Linked DNA regions of Macaca mulatta: region 2 is linked to region 1. A link is a contact called in public Hi-C data. All regions are on one chromosome and are shown on one strand. Each heading gives the region's core, a stretch centred on a gene start, on an enhancer-like site or on the middle of the called end of the contact. The rest is flanking DNA. Distances are from core to core; before and after follow the strand shown. Region 1 has its middle 71 kb from the start of IRF2BPL. Region 2 holds the start of IRF2BPL (interferon regulatory factor 2 binding protein like).

Region 1 (4,917 bases), core at 986-3,485:
GCTATTAAAAACGACACCAGGAGGACATGCCTGAACTGGGACTGTCCCAGCACCAGGCTCCACTTCTAGCCTGTCCCCACTGCAGCGCTTCTGCCTACACCCCCTTATTTGCATGGCCGGCCCAGGTCTCAGAATGAATGTCAATGTCGCCTCCGCAGAGACCTTCCCTTGCCATCCACCTGCACAGGCCTCTGCTCCTTAGGCAGTTACACTGCTTTATTTCCTTCATAGCATTTACCACCTTCTGGTTTTACCTTCTTTGTTTGTTTGCTTCTCTTTTGTCTATTTACCTCCTTCAACAAAAGCTTGAGGGCGGAGACTTTCTCGGTTTTGTTTGGTTCTGCTGTATCCCCAGTACCTGGAAGAGTGTATGGGACATAGTTGGTGCTCAGTAACATTAAATACAGGAATGAATGCACCAATGGGTGGCAGCCCTGAAAGTGAACGAAGTCCTGGGAGGACAGCCTCAGGGACACACCACAAGGAGAGGGGCAGGGCCTGCCTGTGCGGGGGTGTTCGTTTGCAGGATCTATGGATAAGAGCTGCAGGGGCTTTGGGAGGCTGAGTGGGTGGATCACCTTAGGTCAGGAGTTCGAAACCAGCCTGGCCAACATGGTGAAACCTCGTCTGTACTAAAAATACAAAATTTAGCCAGGCGTGGTGGCGGGCGCCTGTAATCCCAGCTACTCAGGAGGCTGAGGCAAGAGAATCACTTGAACCGGGGAGGTGGAGGTTGCAGTCAGCTGAGATCATGCCATTGCACTGCAGCCTGGGCAACAGAGGGAGACTCAGCCTCAAAAAAAAAAAAAAAAAAAAAAGCTGCAGGGGCTTCTGACCCCTGAAAGCAGCAGGAAGGCTTTAGAGAAATCCTGATCAAGCTTGAGAATCTCTGCCCTCTCCGTTGCTAGCTCTGTCTTTAGGCAATATTTACTATCTGGAAGGTAAGAATGAACACAACTTCTCCAGGGTTGTCGACAGCTCCTGGTCCTCTCCCAGATGTCACCTCCTCTCCTTGCCAGCTCCTAGGACACACTTGGCTTTACTGGGAAATCCAGGAGTGAATTCCCTTCCTTTGTGAGTGTTGGACTGTTACAGGGGGCTGTGATGGAGGTGTCAGCTGTGTTTCCACTCTGGGTCCTGCCAGGGTTGCCTCAGTTTCTTCCTGGATGGACAGAGATTGAGCAGGGCTCTGCTGCTCTGAGGTGAACCTCCGGGAACAGGGAGGAAATCTGTCAAAATACAAAACCTACAAAATGTTCTTGCCCTGGCTCTCTGGCTTCAGTTGACTCCCAGCCTGGAGGACATTTTTTTTTGCATTTGTTTTTTAATTCCTGTCTTCCCTATCCCCGCCCCAGAGTGAGGATCCGGTAAGATAATAACCATGATAGTGCTTTGAAAGTATCCCTGGCAGGCCGAGTAAGTGGTGAGTCACACCTGTAATCCCAGCACTTTGGGAGTCTGAGGCAGGAGGGTCGCTTGAGACCAGGAGTGTGAGACTAGACTAGGCAATATAGTGAGACTCCATCTCTACAGAAAATTTTAAAAATTAGCTACTGGGGAGGCTAAGGTGGGAGGATTGCTTGAGTCTGGGAGGTGGAGGTTGCAGTGAGCTGAGATTGCACCACTGCATTCCAACCTGGGTGACAGAGTGAGACCCTGTCTCAAAAATAAAAAATAAAATAAAAATAAATAAATGAATGAATGAATAAATAAATAAAGGTATTCCTGGCTGAGGAATATAAGGGACTCTCACTATTACTATTTATCTGCTGAGATTTACTCACATGGATATGGGGCACAGAGGCTGTTGAGCCACCTTTCTCCCATGTTCAGGAGGCCTCCCAGGTGCCAGTTTTTCTTTTTTCTTTTTTTTAAGACGGAGTTTTGCTCTTGTTGCCCAGGCTGGAGTACAATGGTGCGATCTCAGCTCACTGCAACCTCTGCCTCTTGAGTTCAAGCGATTCTCCTGCCTCTGTCTCCTGAAAGTAGCTGTGATTACAGGCACCTCCTCCCATGGCCAGCTAATTTTTGTATTTTTAGTTGAGACAAGGTTTCACTATGTTGGCTACGCTAGTGTCAAACTCCTGACCTCTGGTGATCCATTCACCCCCGGCCTCCCAAAGTGCTGGGATTACAGGCTTGAGCCACTGGCCGAGCCAGTTTTTCTGACTCCTAACTCCGATCTCTGTGAGCTGGGCCTGCCGGTTCTGCTTCTGTGGCGAAAAGAGAAAGTGAAAGTGGCCCGGTGGAAGAGGCAACTCTGGGAGTTCAGGGCCTGCTGGCGGCCTTCGGAGAGATCCCAGCAAGAAAGGGCAGCTCCTCTGCCCCACCCCAGGCCCCTGCCCTGAGCTGCCCGCGCAGCCTTGGCCTGCCCTGTGGCTTGGCTCCTTCCTGCCACAGCCCTGGGCAGAACAGGCTGCCTGGGCAGCGGGAGAGTGGCCTGAGGCCACTGTTCCTGGTCTTCTGTCCTGACTCACCCTTCCCAAGTGGGTGAGAGGAGGGGAGGGAGGGTGTGGCAGCCAGGAGCTGTCCCCGGTGGGATGGGCTAGAAGCTGGAATGGCTGGGCCCTTGGGTCAGGATGCCACAGGGTTTCCCAGTGATATCACTGGGAGGCCCAAGGTATGGGTGTGGGCTGAGCAAAGTTAAAGGAACAAGATAATGCCATCAGCCGGCCTCTAGCACTAAGCTAACCTCAGGCCAGGTGCCCTGCCAGGTGCTTTATCCACCTAGAAAACTTAGGGGTGCCTCAAAATCACAAGCTTCTGAAAAATACCTATGCCACTGGCCCTGTCCCATTACTCCATTTATTCAAATGTATATGTCTTTTTAAGAAACGGGGGCTGGGCGCGGTGGCTCAAGCCTGTAATCCCAGCACTTTGGGAGGCCAAGACGGGCGGATCACGAGGTCAGGAGATCGAGACCATCCTGGCTAACACGGTGAAACACCGTCTCTACTAAAAAAATACAAAAAGCTAGCCGGGCGAGGTGGCGGGCGTCTGTAGTCCCAGCTACTCGGGAGGCTGAGGCAGGAGAATGGTGGGAACCCGGGAGGCGGAGCTTGCAGTGAGCTGAGATCCGGCCACTGCACTCCAGCCTGGGCGACACAGCGAGACTCCGTCTCAAAAAAAAAAAAAAAAAAAAAAAAAGAAACAGGGCCTCCCTTGGTCACTGCCCTACAGGCTGGAGTGCAGCGGCACAATCATAGCTCACTATAACCTCAAACTACTGGGCCCAAGTGATCCTCTCGCTGCAGCCTCGTGAGTAGCTGGGACTATAGGCACGATACCCAGCCCGTTTTTTTTTTTTTTTTTTTTTTCTTGTGAAGGGATCTCACCATGTTGCCCAGGCTAGTCTCAAACTCCTGGTCTCAAGCAATTCTCCCACCTCAGCCTCCCAAAGTGTTGGAATTACAAGCATGAGCCACCACGCCCAGTCTCAAACAAATATTTTTTGAGTGCCCATGGTGCATCAGGCCCTGTCTAGACACAAGGACATAGCCATGAAAACAGTTTGTTTGTTTGTTTGTTTTTGAGTCGGAGTCTCGCTCTGTTGCTCAGGCTGGAGTGCTGTAGTGAGATCTTGGCTCACTGCAATCTCCGCCTGGCAGGTTCAAGTGATCCTCCTGCTTCAGCCTCCCAAGTAGCTGGGACTACAGGCGTGTGCCACCATGCCCAGCTAATTTTCTTGTATCTTCAGTAGAGACGGGGTTTTACCATGTTGGCCAGGCTGGTCTTGAACTCCTGACCTCAAGTGATCCACCCATCTTGACCTCCCAAAGTGCTGGGATTACAGGCGTGAGCCACTGCGCCCAGCCGGAAACAGATTTTTTTCCCTGTCCTCATAGAGCTTACATTCCATTGGAGGCAGAGTTAATAACCAAAATACGTGAAAGTTTTAGTACATAAGATGGTGACATGTGCTATGGAGAAAACTACAGAAGGGAAGGAGGATAAGGGTGCTGGAGTTGGGATGGGCTTGTAATTTTAAGAAGGAAGGTTGGAAAAAACTTGCTGAGAGGGTAGCACTGATTCTAATTTATTATCTCTTCAATACTCACAAAAAGCCAAGGCACAGTGGCTCATGCCTATAATCCCAACATTTTAGGAGGCTGAGGCGGGAGGATTGCATGAGCCCAGGAGTTTGAGACTGGCTCAGGCAATATAGTGAGACCCTGTCTCTGCAAGAAACACAAAAATTGGCCAGGAGTGTTGGCATGTGCTTGTAGTCCCAGCTACTGGGGAGGCTGAGGTGAGAGGATCGCTTGAACCCAGGAGGTCAAGGCTGCAGTGAGCTCTGATCGTGCCACTGAACTCCAGCCTGGGTGACACAGCCAGACCCTGTCTCAAAAAATAAAAAAATTAAAAAACTTAAAAGCCAAGAATGCAGAATGCAGTCACAATTATTAAGGAAGATGACATCAAGAGTCCAAGGACGACTGAGAAAGGGCAGATCTGAAATTCAAGTTCAGGTTCTGTCTGTGCTTGTAACAACCACAGCATGATATTGGACACAGAGAGAGAAAATGGAATGAAAGGGAAAAAGGAAGTAAGAGGGTGTATGGCCAGCCTTGCAATGGTGGCCATCTGTTTTCCAACTGAAAATCAGGACATGATCTGAAAGGATTTTCCTGTTGCTCGCAATGAGAGAGGCCGTATGGGAGAGGCAATTTGGATGTAGGCCTGAAGGGTGGGATTTCTGAGACATTCCAGTGGCTTGTGGGGCCCACGAGGGAGTCCAAGGGTAGGGCATTTTCATGGCAACCTCAGTCTGGCCATTGGGCCAGGAGCCTAGTGTAGAGCCACCTGGCAGAGAAACCGTGCTGGGCGTGGACCCGAGACTCGGAGGGCCAGGGGGCATGGGGAGCCACTGAGCAACCAGCACCCAGGGGACGAGGGAGCATGGTAGGGGGAGAGGGG
Region 2 (5,082 bases), core at 744-3,243, 71 kb before region 1:
AACCCCATCCCTTTCCAAAAATACAAAAAAATTAGCCAGGTGTAATGGCACATGCCTGCAGTCCCAGCTACTAGGGAGGCTGAGGTGGAAGGATTGCTTGACCCTGGGAGGTGAGGCTGTGGTGAGCTGCGAGTGTACCACTGCACTCCAGCCTGGGCAACAGAGCAAGATCCTATCTCAAAAAAACAAAAAACCCAAGTTGAAATTTCAAACAACCCTAATAAGATGGGAGCTACCATTCCGTCTAACCCTAATAAGATGGGAGCTACCATTCCATTTTACAGACGGAAAAGAGATTTTGTGAGTAACCAGCTTAAGGGTGCAAAGCCAGTAAGTGATGGAGAGGAAATTTCTATCTGCTGGCCAGACTCCAGAACCCGAAATCCCATTATATTGCTTTCCCTTCTCCAGCCTTCCCTGGGATTATCTCAGTTTTCATGAAATAAAAAAAAAGCAAACCCAATAATTAGAATAATCAATAGAAATGCCCCAACTAGAGCTACGACCAACAAATCCGTTGTGTCATAAGCAATACTGATGAGCAGTGATCTTATAAGGCAAAAGAAATCACCGCCTTGGCTGGGCGTGGTGCTCATGCCTGTAATCCCAGCACTTTGGGAGGCCGAGGCAGGAGGATCACCTGAGGTCAGGAGTTCAAGACCACCCTGGCCAACATGGTGAAACCCTGTCTCTACAAAAATACAAAAAATTAGCCGGGCCTGATGGCAGGTGCCTTAGGCCAGCTACTCGGGAGGCTGAGGCGGGAGAATCGCTAGAACCTGGGAGGCAGAGGTTACAGTGAGCGGAGATCGCGCCATTTTGCACTCTAGCCTGGGCGACAGAGCCAGACTCCGTCTCAAAAAAAAAAAAAAAAGAAAAAAGAAATCACGGCCTTGTTCTGCCTTCTGGGGCAGCATGGAGTGAGATCACAGCGCCTCAGAAATAACTTTGAAAACTGCGACTGTGCTTTACAAAAAGATACCAGTATTATTAAATGCTGCCCCTACCTTTTAAAAATCAAACTCTAGAAAAACCACTCACCTGTTTGGCCTCTCCGGCCCCTACCCCTCCCTGCCCTCAACTGCAGCTGTGCGCAGCCAGTTGACGGTTTTCCTTAAAGGCCTCGGGGTGCTCGTATCTTCTTCAGACGTTCAGCCAAAATTTTTAGAGTGCGGCTAGGGGGAAGGGTAGCGCACTCTGAATTCATTTAGCTCCATCGTTGAAGCCCAGGTTCCTAGATCAGGGCACAAAAATAAATAGAAAACACAGTTTCTGGAAGATTGTAAAACAGTTAATTTTGCAGGTGCTTCGGCATCAGTGGTGGCGATGAATGTAACATCCCCGTCGGAGGGGGGGATAAGGTTCAATCACAGATGAAATGGTTAATACCTTATACGAAATTCACGGCGAAAAATCCTGAAACAGGACATTTAAATTCACTGCCGAGGCTTGGGGGTGGGGTGGGGAGCAGGGATCGGAAACGACGCTAGTGGTTCTTAAATGCGTTTTTACTTGGGAATGCCGGGCAGGGAAAGGAAAGGTCATCGTCTGTTTAATTTCCACCCCCAGCTCTGGACTTCCAGCATTAGCTCGCCGGGCCTCAGCTGTTGTACACACACGGCGAGGGGGGAGGGGAGGGCGGAGGCGCGGAGGAGGGGCCGGCTGGGAGGAATCTGGGCAACCTGCCGCGCATGCGCCTTTCCGGAGCAACAAGTGGGCTCCACAGAGGAAGTGTAAAGGGAAGGGGGGGAGAACTGGTGCAGAGCATGGCGGTGACGTCAGCGCTCCGCCCGGGCGGCATCCCGCGCGGCCAAGCCGGGGACAGCGCGAGCCGCAGCCGGAGCAGGAGCGCCGAGACGCGCCTCCGGAACGTAGAGTAACAATCACAACCCCACATTCCGGGCGAGCGCGAGCACGAGCGGGAAGGGATGCGACCCGGGCGGAGGCGCCGCGCGAGCGCCCTGCAACCAACGTGAGCGCCGCCAGCCGCGGCGGCCCGGGCGCCGGCCAGGCCTGGGGGCGGCGGGAGCCTGCGTGCGTGCCCTCCTCTCCTCTGCTCTCGTGCGTCCTGGAAGCAGTGGCCGCGGCGGCTCCCTCCGGGGTGCAAACCCAGCCGCCGCCAGCAGAACGGCCGACGCTGCGAAGGGGAGACGGTCCTTTCTCGGCTGCCACCCCCTCCCCCGGTCCTCCGGGGAAGCAGCGGCTTCAGCAAGATTGGACCCGGGCACCGGGTGGCACTGAACCCTCTAGCCCTCGCCCCAGGGGGCCCGTCGGGGAGAGGACGCAGCTTGTAGGGGGGCCCCCGGGGAAAGGAAGAGACAGCCCCTTTCGAGCTTCCACGAACCATCCACTCCGGGGAGGGGGCCAAGAGGCAACGGCGGCCAGCACCGGGCACCCTCGCCCCCTCCCCTCGGGCCGGGAGCTTCCAACCCAAGTCTGCAGCACCAGGAAGAAGGCGCCTGAGCTCCCCTCGCGACGAGACAACCGCAGTAGGAAGTGGGGACGAAGAGCGGGCTGAACCCGTCCGCTGCCCGGGCGGTGGAGCCCCCACGGCGAGGCGCTGCGCCGGCGGTGGAGACTCGCGTTCCCTCCAGCCCCTGGGGCAGAACTTTCTCGCCCCCCCTCCTCCCTCCCCCGCAGTCGGACTCCCTCCCCAGCCGGCCAGTCCTCCCGGAGGAGAAGGCGTCGCGGAGACAGCCCGGGCGGGGGCCTACCTTCCCCAGGGCCGGCATCATGTCGGCGGCGCAGGTGTCCTCGTCCCGGAGACAATCTTGCTACCTGTGCGACCTGCCCCGCATGCCTTGGGCCATGATCTGGGACTTCTCGGAACCCGTATGCCGCGGTTGCGTCAACTACGAGGGCGCCGATCGCATCGAGTTCGTGATCGAGACCGCGCGCCAGCTGAAGCGGGCGCACGGCTGCTTCCAGGACGGCCGCTCCCCTGGGCCGCCGCCGCCCGTCGGGGTCAAGACAGTGGCCCTGTCGGCTAAGGAAGCGGCGGCGGCGGCAGCAGCAGCAGCAGCGGCCGCGGCCGCCGCGCAACAGCAGCAGCAGCAACAGCAGCAGCAGCAGCAACAGCAGCAGCAGCAGCAGCAGCAGCAACAACAGCTCAACCACGTTGATGGTTCCAGCAAGCCTGCGGTGTTGGCGGCCCCGTCTGGCCTGGAGCGCTACGGCCTGAGCGCGGCCGCCGCCGCCGCCGCCGCCGCCGCCGCGGTGGAACAGCGCAGCCGCTTCGAGTACCCGCCACCGCCGGTGAGCCTGGGAAGCAGCAGCCACGCCACGCGGCTGCCCAACGGCCTGGGGGGCCCAAACGGCTTCCCCAAACCAACACCGGAGGAGGGACCCCCAGAGCTGAACCGCCAGAGTCCCAACTCGTCTTCAGCGGCGGCGTCTGTGGCGTCTCGGCGTGGGACGCACGGTGGGCTGGTGACGGGGCTGCCCAACCCGGGGGGTGGCGGAGGTCCCCAGCTTACTGTGCCCCCCAACCTGCTGCCGCAGACGCTGCTTAACGGCCCGGCCAGCGCCGCAGTACTCCCCCCACCCCCGCCCCACGCTCTGGGCAGCCGTGGGCCCCCAACGCCTGCTCCCCCAGGGGCTCCTGGGGGCCCCGCTTGTCTCGGGGGTACCCCGGGTGTATCGGCCACGTCGTCCTCCGCGTCGTCTTCGACCTCTTCGTCGGTGGCAGAGGTGGGCGTGGGTGCTGGTGGCAAGAGGCCCGGCTCGGTGTCTAGCACAGACCAGGAGCGCGAGTTGAAGGAGAAGCAGCGCAACGCCGAGGCCCTGGCCGAGCTGAGCGAGAGCCTGCGCAACCGCGCCGAGGAATGGGCCAACAAGCCCAAGATGGTCCGCGACACGCTGCTCACGCTGGCTGGCTGCACGCCCTATGAGGTTCGCTTCAAGAAGGACCACTCGCTGCTGGGCCGCGTTTTCGCCTTCGACGCGGTCTCCAAGCCCGGCATGGACTACGAATTGAAGCTGTTCATTGAGTACCCCACGGGCTCGGGCAACGTGTACTCCAGTGCGTCTGGTGTGGCCAAGCAGATGTACCAGGACTGCATGAAGGACTTCGGCCGGGGCCTATCCTCGGGTTTCAAGTACCTGGAGTACGAAAAGAAGCACGGCTCCGGGGACTGGCGCCTGCTTGGGGACCTGCTCCCCGAGGCCGTGCGCTTCTTCAAGGAGGGCGTGCCCGGCGCTGACATGCTGCCCCAGCCCTACCTGGACGCCAGCTGTCCCATGCTGCCCACGGCGCTGGTGAGTCTGAGCCGCGCCCCCAGCGCACCCCCGGGGACCGGGACCCTGCCGCCTGCGGCGCCCTCGGGCCGGGGCGCAGCCGCCAGCCTGCGCAAGAGGAAGGCCTCTCCGGAGCCCCCGGACTCAGCCGAGGGCGCGCTGAAGCTGGGCGAGGAGCAGCAGAGGCAACAGTGGATGGCGAACCAGAGCGAGGCGCTGAAGCTCACCATGTCCGCCGGGGGCTTCGCGGCGCCGGGGCACGCGGCAGGGGGTCCGCCTCCGCCGCCCCCACCTCTGGGACCTCATTCTAACCGGACCACCCCACCTGAGTCAGCCCCCCAGAACGGTCCGTCCCCCATGGCCGCCCTCATGTCGGTGGCAGATACTCTGGGCACAGCGCACTCGCCCAAGGATGGCAGTTCCGTGCACTCTACCACTGCGTCCGCGCGGCGTAACAGCAGCAGCCCAGTCTCGCCGGCCTCCGTGCCGGGGCAGCGCCGCTTGGCATCACGTAATGGGGACCTGAATTTACAGGTGGCGCCCCCGCCGCCTAGCGCCCACCCGGGCATGGACCAAGTGCATCCCCAAAACATTCCGGATTCCCCCATGGCCAACAGCGGACCTCTCTGCTGCACCATTTGCCACGAACGTTTGGAGGACACGCATTTCGTTCAGTGCCCGTCCGTCCCCAGCCACAAATTTTGCTTCCCTTGCTCTAGAGAGAGTATCAAGGCCCAGGGGGCCACCGGCGAGGTGTATTGCCCCAGCGGTGAGAAATGCCCCCTAGTCGGGTCGAATGTACCTTGGGCCTTCATGCAAGGCGAAATCGCGACTATCTTAGCTGGG

What was found. A called contact is a pair of places that touch in the nucleus more often than the background predicts.
Region 2: a Hi-C map of liver shows a contact between it and region 1, with 2.7 times the contacts expected there. The contact joins the promoter of IRF2BPL here to the enhancer-like site in region 1. A contact is called at or near these places in 5 of 14 Hi-C or Micro-C datasets (CD4 T cells, cortical neurons, fetal cortical plate and 2 more).

What each region holds. Positions count from the first base shown.
Region 1 is chr7:150,166,494-150,171,410 of T2T-MMU8v2.0, reverse strand. No RefSeq gene overlaps it. Among named protein-coding and RNA genes, the nearest start is that of IRF2BPL, 71 kb to the left of the region's middle. Within about 2 kb of position 2,235, at least 24 of the 40 cell types and tissues checked have an H3K27ac peak or open chromatin away from gene starts, as enhancers often do. A contact at or near this core is called in CD4 T cells and liver, where this site is marked.
Region 2 is chr7:150,236,618-150,241,699 of T2T-MMU8v2.0, reverse strand. It overlaps IRF2BPL (interferon regulatory factor 2 binding protein like), which reads left to right and starts at 1,993. Exons shown (of 1, transcript NM_001047124.3): 1 at 1,993-5,082. The coding sequence starts at 2,734.